2 separate regions of the Sus scrofa genome follow, and region 2 is linked to region 1. The links are chromatin contacts, called in public Hi-C maps. All regions are on one chromosome and are shown on one strand. Each heading gives the region's core, a stretch centred on a gene start, on an enhancer-like site or on the middle of the called end of the contact. The rest is flanking DNA. Distances are from core to core; before and after follow the strand shown. Region 1 overlaps LOC102160723 (a long non-coding RNA gene). Region 2 has its middle 110 kb from the start of C5H12orf75.

The links. A called contact is a pair of places that touch in the nucleus more often than the background predicts.
Region 2: a contact with region 1 is called in a Hi-C map of liver, with 4 times the contacts expected there. The contact joins two enhancer-like sites. A contact is called at or near these places in 2 of 47 Hi-C or Micro-C datasets (liver and skeletal muscle) and 1 of 2 datasets of contacts at active chromatin or transcription factors (skeletal muscle).

Annotation. Positions count from the first base shown.
Region 1 is chr5:14,500,379-14,506,457 of Sscrofa11.1, forward strand. The region is part of intron 2 of LOC102160723 (a long non-coding RNA gene); the gene reads right to left. Among named protein-coding and RNA genes, the nearest start is that of C5H12orf75, 250 kb to the right of the region's middle. Within about 2 kb of position 2,198, at least 15 of the 83 cell types and tissues checked have an H3K27ac peak or open chromatin away from gene starts, as enhancers often do. A contact at or near this core is called in liver, where this site is marked.
Region 2 is chr5:14,638,356-14,644,434 of Sscrofa11.1, forward strand. No RefSeq gene overlaps it. Among named protein-coding and RNA genes, the nearest start is that of C5H12orf75, 110 kb to the right of the region's middle. Within about 2 kb of position 2,191, at least 1 of the 83 cell types and tissues checked has an H3K27ac peak or open chromatin away from gene starts, as enhancers often do. A contact at or near this core is called in liver, where this site is marked.

The DNA.
Region 1 (6,079 bases), core at 948-3,447:
ACGAGAAGGTCAAGAGAACAGAATGGAAGTGAGGGGCTAGAAGGAGGGTGGGAGGCGAGGTCAGGGGTCCGGAGCACGTCGACGAGGGTCTGTAGGTGGCAGAGCATTTACGATGCCCCTCGAGCCAGCCTCATTGAGTTCCATTTAGGGAGAGGACGCATCAGCAAAGGCCAGCACACAAACGTGCACCTGCACGGGTGCGAGGCATGAACACATGGCAGACATCAGAGCGACACACCAGACATTGTCTGAGCGACGCCGCGTGATGTAGCAGTTACAGGACTAGACCTCGGAGTCAGAAAGGCCTGCAACAGGACCCAGGCTCTGTCAAGGAGTCTGCTGTCACACTTTGTTTCTGGGCACATGAGGTAAGCACAAGGAATCTCAACTGTTCCATCCTGAAGTGTGTTTGTCAGGCCTGTACACAGCGATGCGAGGCCTAAGAGCGCTAACACACGCAGTGCAGCTCAAACAGTGCCTGGCATGTGGCAGGTGTTTCATTCAGCAGCAGACGCCCTCACTAGGTGAGGCTCTTCCCAAGTCAGGCTAACTATTCAAAACTGAAGAGTCTTCCTAAAACATAAACCATTGCACCTGCAGAAACAGTACTGCCGTCCCTAGAGGAAGCCTGGCAGCCGCACAGGCAGCTGAGAAGCTGGCATCCTCCAAGTGAATGAGCAGAGGGCAGCCCACTGAGGTTGGGGAGCAGGCAGAAGAATAGGGCACCTTCGCTGACAGCCCTACCGCACTCAGCTGGGATTCCACACCTGATAAGCTCACAGGGCGCCCTCTCAGCTGCCCAAGTGCATTTTCCCTGCGTGTTCTCCACAGAGCCAAATCTGACTCATCCACACCACGTACCTGGGCCTGTGCTTTGGGCCATGGCAGAGGTCAAAGGAGCAGGGAGCTCCCGTAAGGCTGGGGATAGATGTGGGAGACGCTAGTGTAGGAGACCAAGGCTGCCTGCCCGCCAAGCCTTGCCTCCTGCCACCGTCTCTGATAAGGGGGCCCGTTTGTCTTTCTTAAACTGGGTCCAAAGAGATTCACCTTGGGTGGGGGAAGATGGCTGTGGACCGGAGCCACTGGGGTAACAGGCAGGAGGGGAGGGGAGGATGGGGCAGGCATATAAGACACAGAGAAGGTGCCACAGGTAGCTGTTTCACGCTGGGGCAACAGAGAAGCAGAGAAAGACATCTCGTTCCGCCTCCTGGTCCCAGGCCCTTCCCCCTGACCAAAGCAGAAGAAAGCAATATATTGTACTGCCGTTGCACCACACAGTTTAAAAGCACATCCCTTGGGCAGTTTTTTAATTAAAACTTTATTGGGAACCTCCCCAGCCAGGACTCCTACTCCAGCTATAAAAAGGCTTAGCCCTCACCTGGTCCTAAGCAAACCTTGAGTGCTGGTGGTCTCCTTTTAATGCACTGAAAAGAAATACCCGAGCCCCGCTATGACAGGCTGGCACAGGGCTGGGCAGCAGAGGGCAAAGGGGCAGAAGACTGAGCCTCCATTTGCACATCTCACAATCTAGCCCCATCCCCCATGGACAGGTACCTTCCCAGGCCAAAGGGCTTCTTATTAAGCTCTGGGTTCCAGCCCAGCACACTTGCCAGCTGTGTGACCTCGGGCAGGAAAGGCGTTCTCTTAGCAACTGCTTTCTCAGTTACAAAATGGGAATAATCACTCCGGCCCTGGCCACCTCAGCATGGTAGCTGTGAATCCTTGAGACAACGGTCACAGAAGACTTGGAAGAAATGAAACATTATATAAAACACAGATACAAAAAGGGCTTGAAGGAGTTCCTGTCACGGCGCAGTGGTTAACAAATCCGACTAGGAACCATGAGGCTGCAGGTTCAATCCCTGGCCTTGCTCAGTGGGTTAAGGATCCGGCGTTGCCATGAGCTGTGGTGTAGGTTGCAGATGCGGCTCGGATCCTGCGTTGCTGTGGCTGTGGTGTAGGCCCCTAGCCTGGGAATCTCCATGTGCCGTGGGAGCGGCCCTAGAAAAGGCAAAAGAAAGGAGGGGGGGCTTGAAATTCCCCGACTGGCATAAATAGCAAAACTGGGGGGAGCTTCAGGCATGCTAGGATGCCCCCCCTGGAAGGCATCAAGGGTGGGGTTCCATCAGCGCACAGGGTCCTTATCAGATTTATTCCAATGCTGATTAAATTCCTTGGCCACACGTAAGGAACTAGAAGACCATCCAGAACCAAAGCGAGCAACCCCAAACACCCACACGACTTCCTTCCTGTCTCTCAAGTGACTTGTTTTTACTGGAACCTGATTTCCTCTTTCTGTCCGGGAAACTCTGTTTACAAAAATCTGGCTCTGTAAGAAAAGCCAAAAAGAATGCTCTTTCCACCAACCAACCTTGGAATTTCACCAGGTTACTCTTCTAACCTGAACCAAAATAGGCCATGACTCACCGTTTGTGCACGGCGGGGGAGGGGCATTCCCCACCTCTTTTCCCAGGAGATCGCATCCTGCGTGATTATCAGGAAAAAGCAAGCTGTAGGGAATGCCTCTCTGGCAAATTTTTAAAAAGGGAAAAAAAATAATTTATTTTGGGAAACTCCATCCTCACCACACTTAGAATATCCACGGTCCCCTGCAGGCAATTCTGTACCATCTTCTCCTTGTCTAGCCCGGGAGCTCTCTCCCCGCTGCGTCTGCTCATCCAAGTCCCACTGTCCCTCAATGCCTAGCCCTGCCCTCAAGCCGACAAATTCCTGGCTGTGTGACCCTAGACACAGCTCTTCAAGGTTTGGTTTCTCGACTTGCAATAACGGAAGTAAGGCTATAGTGACAGCACTTTGTGTAACTGCCACGTGTTTCTTTTTCATCCACATCTGTGGCAATGTCAGATCCTTAACCCACTGTGCCACAGCAGGAACTCCTGTATTCACCACATATTAATTCACCTCATCCCACAAAGAGGCCTCTAAGGGGGAAGCTACGACTCTTTTCAGTTTGCAGATGACGACACTGAGTCACCTGAAGGTAAGTGATGCACCCAAGGTCATACACAAGGGCCAGAGCCAGGATGGACAGCCAGGCGGTCTAGCCCATGGTTTAACCAATACACTATAGCCAGCTACCCAATTCATCAGCGTGTTTCGAGGGTTAAAAGAGAACTGGAAAATGGGAAGCACTGAATAAAACACTGTTGTATCCCTGGATGACAACAAAGTAACTGTTACCTGTTCTCATGCTTGATTCACAGCAATCCTTCTAATTGGGTCAGTTCCCTCCTCTCCTCCAACTTTCCGAAGTAACCCCCTCCCGGCACGATCCTCCCCGCAGGGAGCCCAGAACGTGCTGTACGAAGGTTCCTCCTGAGAGGGTTATAGTGCTGGTAAATTTTTCCTGGAAATAAAGTCTTCTGAATAATGTGAAGCCTTGAGGTGGGATCTGGCATTTTCTAGATGGTACTTTAGTTCAAAGGCGTTAAGCCATGGACATCAATGTCATCAGTGCAACACAGTTTCTGTAACAGTGGCCAAGAAAACATGATTCCCAGTGGGAAAGCAGGGTTGTTATTTTCCACGAGGGGACTCCAACAGGGCAATATCTCTGCCCTTCCCCCATGGCATATGGAGCTCCCAGGTCAGGGATCAGATCCAAGCTGCAGTCGTGCCCTAAGCCGCAGCTGCAGCAACGCTGGGCTAGGGATCGAACCCCAATCCCAGTGCTCCCAAGACACTGCAGAGCTCACTGTGCCACAGAGGGAGCTCCGGGATAAGGACTTAAAAGTCAGTGCAGACTCTGGTTTCTGGTCTGACACATAAGGAACTTAGAAGCCTTCAGTCTATCCTAAAAACAAACATCTGCACACACTAAAGAAATCGACAACTCTTCTTAGATTTGCCAGAGAGGTAAAGTCATGGGGTGAGCTGCTGCTTCCAAAATTAGAGAGAGAGACACAGGTGGATACAGAGAATCATAATTTGCAGGAGCAGAAACTTCCATGGGAAACAACACCAGGTGGGCAAACCTAAACTGTGACGGAGGAATTGCTGATAGTCAGCAGAACCAGCCCCGAGATTAGAAAACGCCAGGGGAACTCAGTCATGGCAGCGATTCACTCTTCCGTGAGTTTGAGCTCCAGGAACTCCGCGGGGTTCTTCCCAGGGAACACTGGAGAACATTCCATGCTTCCAGCAAGGGGAGGGGAAAAGGAACTACTCTGAATATGCCAGAGCATTTGGTCATCTTAGCAAGGTCTGCTAAATAGTTTTAGCAGAGCCTAACCTGCTCTGGTTAGAGCAGAGCCTAGCCTACCGGGGACACAGGAAGACTCAAGCCCAGCCCCCTCTAGCCACCCAGGCCCGCCGAAGGGGAAAACTCACCTGAGGGGTCCAGGTGAGGTTCAGAGTCCAGGGCACTAACTCACCAGCAGACTGGGTGTGAAGGCTGTAAAATGACTCCCCTCCCCCTCTCTCCCTGCCCGGCCCCACCTCACGAGAGGCCTATTTACCATAATTCCTTTCACCTAGAATATCATGTCTGCATTTCAACAGAAAATTACAAGACATTCTGAAAGGCAAAACATATAGTTTGAATAGAGTGAACAAGCATCAGAACCAGAGCCAGGGGAGTTCCCATCGTGGCTCAGTGGTTAACGAATCCAACTAGGAACCATGAAGTTATGGGTTCGATCCCTGACCTCGCTCAGTGGGTTAAGGATCCGGCATTGCCGTGAGCTGTGGTATAGGTCACAGACATGGCTCGGATCCTGTGTTGCTGTTGCTGTGGCGTAGGCCAGCAGCTGTAGCTTGGATTTAACCCCTAGCCTGGGAACCTCCATATGCCACGGGTGCGGCCCTAGAAAAGACAAAAAAAAAAAAAAAAAAACAGAGCCAGGTGTGTCATGGATATTGGAATTATCAGGCCAAGAAGTTAAATATGCTAAGGGCTCTAACAGATAAAGTACCTGTCAGTCCATCTTGACCAGAGGTGGGGGGGTCTATCATTGCGGTTTCAAAGCCCCAATTTCACTTTTTCTGTCACATAATTAACAGTTGGGCTGGCCTCACTGCGAACAGGCTCCTTTCTGTGTGAGAGCCACAGCTCTGAACTACACAGGGACTCAAATGGTTCACCTGCCTGGCTTCTTATGTATCATCAATAATTAATATTTCCCATGTGCTTGGTTGGACACATGTACTGTGGTGGAAGCTGCAGGCCAAGTGCACTGATAGTAGGAAAACCTGTACCAGCCAGCATATTTTCAGGTTCTGACAGCCTGCTCACAGCACATATTTTTAGCCTTTGCTTCAATTACATCAGTGACTGTGTGTGTGTGTGTGTGTGTGTGTGTGTGTGTACATACATGTGCAGGTCAGGCCTTTGAGATGAGTGGCAGGAAATCAGCAAATAACTTTCTGACATGTGCCAAATAACTTCAAATACATTGTGATGTCTAATCTCCACAATTACCATGAAAAATAAATGCAATTCGCATGCTGCTTCTACAGAAACTGAGTTCAATGGCAAGGGCCTCCGGGTCACGCACTAGATGTGTGATGAAGCCAGGTTTTGAGCCCATATCTGTCCCTCTTCAAAGCTGCATGTACTCACCCACCATGCTCTTCTGGCTTCTCAGAGTTCACTTCCTGTAGAAAGATGGTCAGCACAGGGCTGGGCCTCAGTAAATACTCTTGCATTCACTGCACCTTAAGATAGATTACTGTCCAAATGATGTGCCTCCTCAGCCCTCAACTCACCCATGGTGCCAGCACCCAGTGAATGTCTCACAAGTGATTTTTTGCTTACTAAGCATTATTACATCTCAATAGGACACAGTGCTTTAGAGCGTGAGGACTCCCATTCAACAGTGAGTAACATTTTATATCTCTATTTGCAAGCCTGATTTGTCTATTTTACTACAGCGTGACGTTTTTATAAGGAAAGGTAAAGCACAGCTGCGTGGAAAAGAATTCTTCCTTTGACCAAGTCTTTCTTCTTAACCACAGAAGCCTAATTACTCAGCGCAAGAGAGACGAACTTCAGTCGTACCTGTTACCTCCTTGAATTGGCAGGATGTACAAACACTTTGAGCAAACAAACAGCCTGCGG
Region 2 (6,079 bases), core at 941-3,440, 140 kb after region 1:
GCCTTATTATTGCTGGACCCCCAAAACTGTGCCTAGGACATGGCGCACACTCAATAAATACATGTAGATGAAGGCTTCAGGAAGGGAGGAGAGGGTAGAAGGGAAGAATGAATGAACTGAGGAAAGTCCTCCCCGGAGTGTATGTTAATATTAAAGAAGCAGAAGGAAGGGTTGCTTTGGGCTATGAAACCCTGCCTCCTTTGGGTCCATTTTCCAAGAAAACACAATCCAGAGACCACCTCCTTCCTCACCTACCCCCAGAGAAAAGACAGTCGTTCCCATCTGACTTACAGAAGCTACACTCCATCCCATACCAACACCATCTTCACAAGATTAAATCCATCAAATTAGATGAGCCCTGGAGTCCAGCCTATCATACAACTTCATCTTGTCCATCCCTATGGGATCCCCCCCTCCCCAGAGTTGGACCCAATGGCTTCAGAACTTCTGGGAACAGAGCATGGCATCAGTATGTCTTCAAGGTCAGCAGGTGACCCCAAGGAACAGCCAAGAAGCCAAGATGGGAGAATGGAGGAGTCCTTTGTCTGGAGGGCAGAGGATCACCAGCTCAAGGCAACGCCGGATCGTTAACCACTGAGCAAGGCAGGACAAACCGCAACCTCATGGTTCCTAGTCGATTCGTTAACCATGCGCCACGACGGAACTCCTGGAGGGCAGAGAATTCTTGATAAACACACACACATGCAAATGCCCAAAAATCTAGTTCTTGGAGCCTGAGAGATTGTAGTTCCATATAATCTGAACTCCTAGTATCGCTTAGCTGTCCTCCACATTTTAATTTTAATTAGGTTTGTACCTATCCTCTCTTCTGTCTGATTGTAAAGTCCTGGAGGAAAGGCTTTGCTCTTCCTCCACTTCTCTAGCCCCCAAGAGCCCCTGGCACCTATCAGCGCCCCATCAGCTGCTGACAGTGCAAGCAAGCTCACTTTTTGAGGCCATGGGTCTCCAAAAAGGCGCGTTGAGTGGAGGAGCTGGCCTTGCAGGGAATCCCACCAGGATGTTTCCCACATGCCCTCTAGAGCTTCTCTCTTCTGACTCCTTTTCCTCCACTCTGGCTCTGGACATTCCTCCCCCTTTCCTGGCTCTCCAGCAAAGTGGGGAGATCCTGGCCGAGAACCCAATTTCTCAGCGCTGGGCTGTGTCAACCCTGCTGAGAGGCTGCTGCTTTAAATAACTGCATCTGGGCATTTCAGCCTTGCTGGGTGGACCCACCTCAATCCTTGCGACGGCTTCAGATCATTTGAACCGGCTCAAGAGGGAAGGCGAAGGCCCAGCCTCCCACAGAGAGGCAGCTAATAAGCTGAAGGAAAAGAGATGGTCTCACTAAACATGGGGGGTGGGAGGGGCGACACAGATCCTGGCCAAAATTCCCCCCATCAAAGACACAAAAATCAATTTTGAATGGATTTGGACAGACAGTGCTGCCAGGACATTCCAGCGGCGTCTAAATACCAGCGGCAGACAAGGGGAATACGTGTTGTTCTGTGGGGTCACCGTGGGCCGTGAGGGCCGCCAGAGAACTGGATGGCTCCCATTCGGCCCGCCCGTCCCCACCTCCCTGACCCCCTTCCTCTGCCGCCCGGACCCTCTGGCTGCCATAATCCCTGCCCCGCATCACTTATTTTCCTCCCCAAGGAGTATGTCTCCTGGTCCCCTAAGGGCTGTTACTTCTTGCTCTTTTTCTTTCCTCTTCAGCAGAGAAAGCAAAGGGAGATGCCACATTCAGGCCCAGAGCAGGAGAACCAGATAAAGCTTTTGACCGACCCTAAAGCTAAATCCACACAAAACCTAAGAAAACATCTTGGCCCCCTCCCTGCCCCGGTTCCATGTCTTGTTAGCTATGGGCTGCTCAAAAACTGCTCCTATTCCCATCCTCCTACATGAATGGCAGAAGTATCGCTATGCCAGGGATGGCAAATATTTGCTCTCCAGCGCAAACTCTGATAGATTGGTAATGTCTGCTGGGGCACAGCCCTCTGAGGCTCCATGGAAAATCATAATTGATTAGTGATGTCTGCCATATGCCTGGAAAGGAGATAGATGGTGTTCCCTTGGTTCTTATCAACCTCTAGGGGAAGATCCAGGCTCCCCTGGGGTTGCTGAGGTCGGTGGTATGACTTAGGTGGGAGGTTGAAACAGAGACGATTCTCTTCCATGGGATGGGCTCTTCCTCTCTTTCCTTCGGGACTGAGGAAATGAGATAACCCCTTGGTGGAGGGCATCCTGCGTCACGGAGGACAAAGATGGGAGGAGGAAGACGGCAAGGCATGGGTGGCTCTGGGAAAATGAGCAAAGGGAATTCTCCAGACACACAGCCCAGCTGCCGGGTCAGAAACAACCCAGAGAAGAACAAGGGCCAGAGGTCTGGCAAGAAAGAGGCAGCCTGGCCACACTTTATCCTGCACAGACATCCCTAGATTCCTCCGCAGGATGGAGCGGGGACAGTGGGATGAGGGTTCCGGGGATCCCTGTCCTCTTCCCTCTGGGAGGGTCTTCTTGCAAAAAAGAGATGGAAAGAAATGAGCATCCTCTCTGTGTGTTGGGGAAGGGGACAACATTTTTCTCATTTGCGCCAATCATCTAGAAAAAAGTGGGGTAGGTACAACTTATGAGCTGGAAAAAGCCTTGTTATGTAAGAGTCCCACGGGGGAAAAACATGTCAGAGCCACAAGGAACCGTAAACTTGACCTGAATTTGCAAAACAGTTTCTGTTTTGTTTGTTGGTTGGCTTGTCCTTGGCTTTTTTTTCTTTTTTTTTTTTTTTTTTTTTTTTTTAAGCAAAAACAATAACAAGAAGGCTGGACGGCAATAACTTTGATGCTATCTGAAAACGTTGGCCCCGCTCCTACCAGCTCCCCACTTGTCCGTGTCTGAGTGAAAATGAAATTGCCAGTGTGTTATCTGGGGTAGGGAGGAAGGCAGGCATTTCCATTATCACAGTAGCAGATTAGCTAGACTCCAAGAGCAGGCCCCGAGGAAACGGACGGGATGTCCACATTGCAACAGGGAGAGAAGGGGGTCGGGAAGGTCCTGAGTGAGAGGAGAGCGTCTCGGACCTCGGGTCAGGGCTGCTCACACAAGGGCCGGCAGGAGGACGGTGGGTGGTAGGCTGGGCGAGGAAGCAGCGAAACTGGCCAAGAGGTCAGAAAGGGGACATCCGGATGTGCCAGTCAGGTGGCACCTTTGTCTCCATCTTATTCAGAAGCAGCCCCCAAAGCCCAGTTCCTTGGCCTGTCGCTGTCACATCCCCACATTGTCCATTTCCATTGAAATAACCACGCTTAGGGTAGCCTGGTAAAAGGTGTTAACTTGCTGCCTTTTTAGCAGAGATACAATAGCTTTCCTTATTACACACACACACACACACACACACACACACCCCAGGGGAATCTGAGCCAGTGGCACCCCACAGAAAGACCTCTCTAGGAGTTCCCATCATGGCTCAGCAAAAACAAATCTGGCTACTATCCATGAGGACATGGGTTAAATCCCTAGCCCTGCTCAGTGGGCTGAATATCCAGCATTGCTGTGAGCTGTGGTGTAGGTCACAGACATGGCTCGGATCCCATGCTGCTGTGACTGTGGTGTAGGCTGGCAGCTGCAGCTCCTATTCGACCCCAAGCCTGGGAACTTACATATGCCGCAGGTGCTGCCCTAAAACAAAAATATAAAAAATAAAATAAAATAAAAGCCCTCTTTAGGTGGTAGAGTTTCAACCTGGTGCCTCTGGGCCTTGACTCCTGGGAGGTCTGAGGGTAGATTTGCGGAGAATTTTCTTAAGGTTTTGTCAAGATTCTGTTTTCCTTCTATCCAGTATTTCCTACCTTATGAAAAGAAAAATTCTTAACTTCTGTGTTTAGAAACTTCATACTAAACAAACAACAACAACAAAAAACTAAGAAGTTCTTGTGCACTTGAAAGACAGAAGAACCCAGAAAACCATCTGCGGGAAGCACCTCAGCCCCCTGGAAATAGACACAAGTAACAGTCAGAAATGAAAGACTGGTAGTTCCTGTCCTGGCTCAGCAGTTAACAAACCCAATTAGGATCCATAAGGATGCAGGTTCGACCCCTGGCCTCGCTCAGTGGGTTAAGGATCCGGCAGTGCCATGAGCTATGGTGTAGGTTGCAGATGCAGCTCCGATCCCGAGTTGCTGTGGCTGTGGTGTAGGCCGGCAGCTACAGCTCTGATTAGACCCCCCACCTGGGAACCTCCATATGCTGCAAGTCTGGCCCAAAAAAGACAAAAAAAAAAGAAAAAGAAAAAAGACCCTGTCAGCGTTATAAGAGGGGTTTAAACAAAGTGCTCAAGACTATGAGCTACAGGGAAATGAGCTTCCAGCTGAGGTGACCAGAAAAGACCCCATAGGAGTTCCTGCTGTGGCTCAATGTTAAGAACCCAACATAGTGCCCATGAGGATAGGGGTTCAATACCTGGCCTTGCTCTGTGGCTTAAGGATCCAGCGTTGCCACAAGCTGCAGTTTAGATCACAGGTGAGTCTCCGATCTGGCATTGCCTTGGCTGTGGCATAGGCCACAACTGCAACTCCAGTTTGGCCCCTGGCCTAGGAACTTCCATATGCAGCAGGTGTCTCCATAAAAAAAAAAGTCTCAAGTTTAGATTCTTGACATTACCTTCAACTGAGTTTATACAGAGAAATATAGAGAACCCCTGCCATTCAATGTAAACTTAGGTAAACATTTAATTCCACCAATGTTTGAGGATTTCTTCCTTTTTAATATTCCAGGTGGCTCAAAATATGGAAATGGCTCAGGGTCCGCTTGACCTCTGAAGTCCCAAAAGGCAGGTTTAGGCAGCCTGAGGTCTCCAGTCAAGTCCAACCAATGATGGGGAGGCTTGTCTGCTTTTAAACATCAGGCATGCAGTGTCTGACTTAACACAACCAGCCTCTTAAGCCATGTTATTGTATCTGGACTTGTAAAAATGAGAACAGGTTACCTGCACCTGCACCAGCATGAGCAGGTGCACAGAAGCAGGAAGGCTGCATGCAGAGGACAGCAAATCTCCAAGACTGGGAGAAGGCGGAGTCCAAGAATAGAGGGAAAGGACCTGGGGCTGGAAACGAAAGCCGGAACCAGACTGCGGAAGAAATAACCCTGCAAAAGTCCTACCAGCTTTTAAGGGTGCTCCCCAATTTACACAACTAACAGTAGAGCCACACAGCATCACTTCTCAGTTCCTGATCCAGGGCAGGTCTCTGGAAAAGAATAGCGCAGGGGGCCATGAGCAACCAACACCCAGAGCAGCTGGGTGCGATGGGTGCACCAGGCTGACAAAGGAGATCAATTTTGTCTACTTAGGGTGGAAGGGAAATCCAGGCAGGAGGAACAGCGCGAGCGAAGGTCACCTAAGCCACACATACCCAAGCTGTCTGGTGCATGGTTTGGGAGGTGGTATAAGTGTGTTCCTTACTAGATTATGAGGCAGGGGAGGTGGGGAGATAAGGCAAGAGGAATAGGCCGAGCCAGATCACAGATGATTTTCTCTGCCATGCTGCGAAGTTCAGAGTCCAATCTCTATTCATAACAGTGACAAGGTGAACAATCGCAGCCTATGGTTTGTGTCATGGAGTGACACGCCAAGGTCATAAACCTTTTTAATCCTTATGATTTCACTATAAAACAAGTAGGACGATTAAGCCCCCCTTTACAGATGAGGAAACTGAGGGTGAATACATGAAGTAACTTGTCTGAGAGCATCCGACTAATAAAGCTGGGATTAGAACCCACGATCCGAACATGTGTTTACGCTCCCATAATAACACGTGCTTTTAAGCCAAAGACTGATGCAGCTGGATTTGCATTTAAATATTGCCCTGGGGCTGCCCTCGTCCTCTCCTTGCTGACTGCTCTCTGAAACACACCTCTGGGTGCTTCTGCCCCTCATTTTTCAGCTAAAAAAAAAAAAGTCTTGAGGAGTTTCTGTGTGGCTCAGCAGTAACGAAACTGACTAGTATCCATGAGGATGCAGGTTCACTCCCTGGCCTCGCTCAGTGGGTGAAGGATCTGGCATAGCCATGAGCTGTGGCGTAGGTTG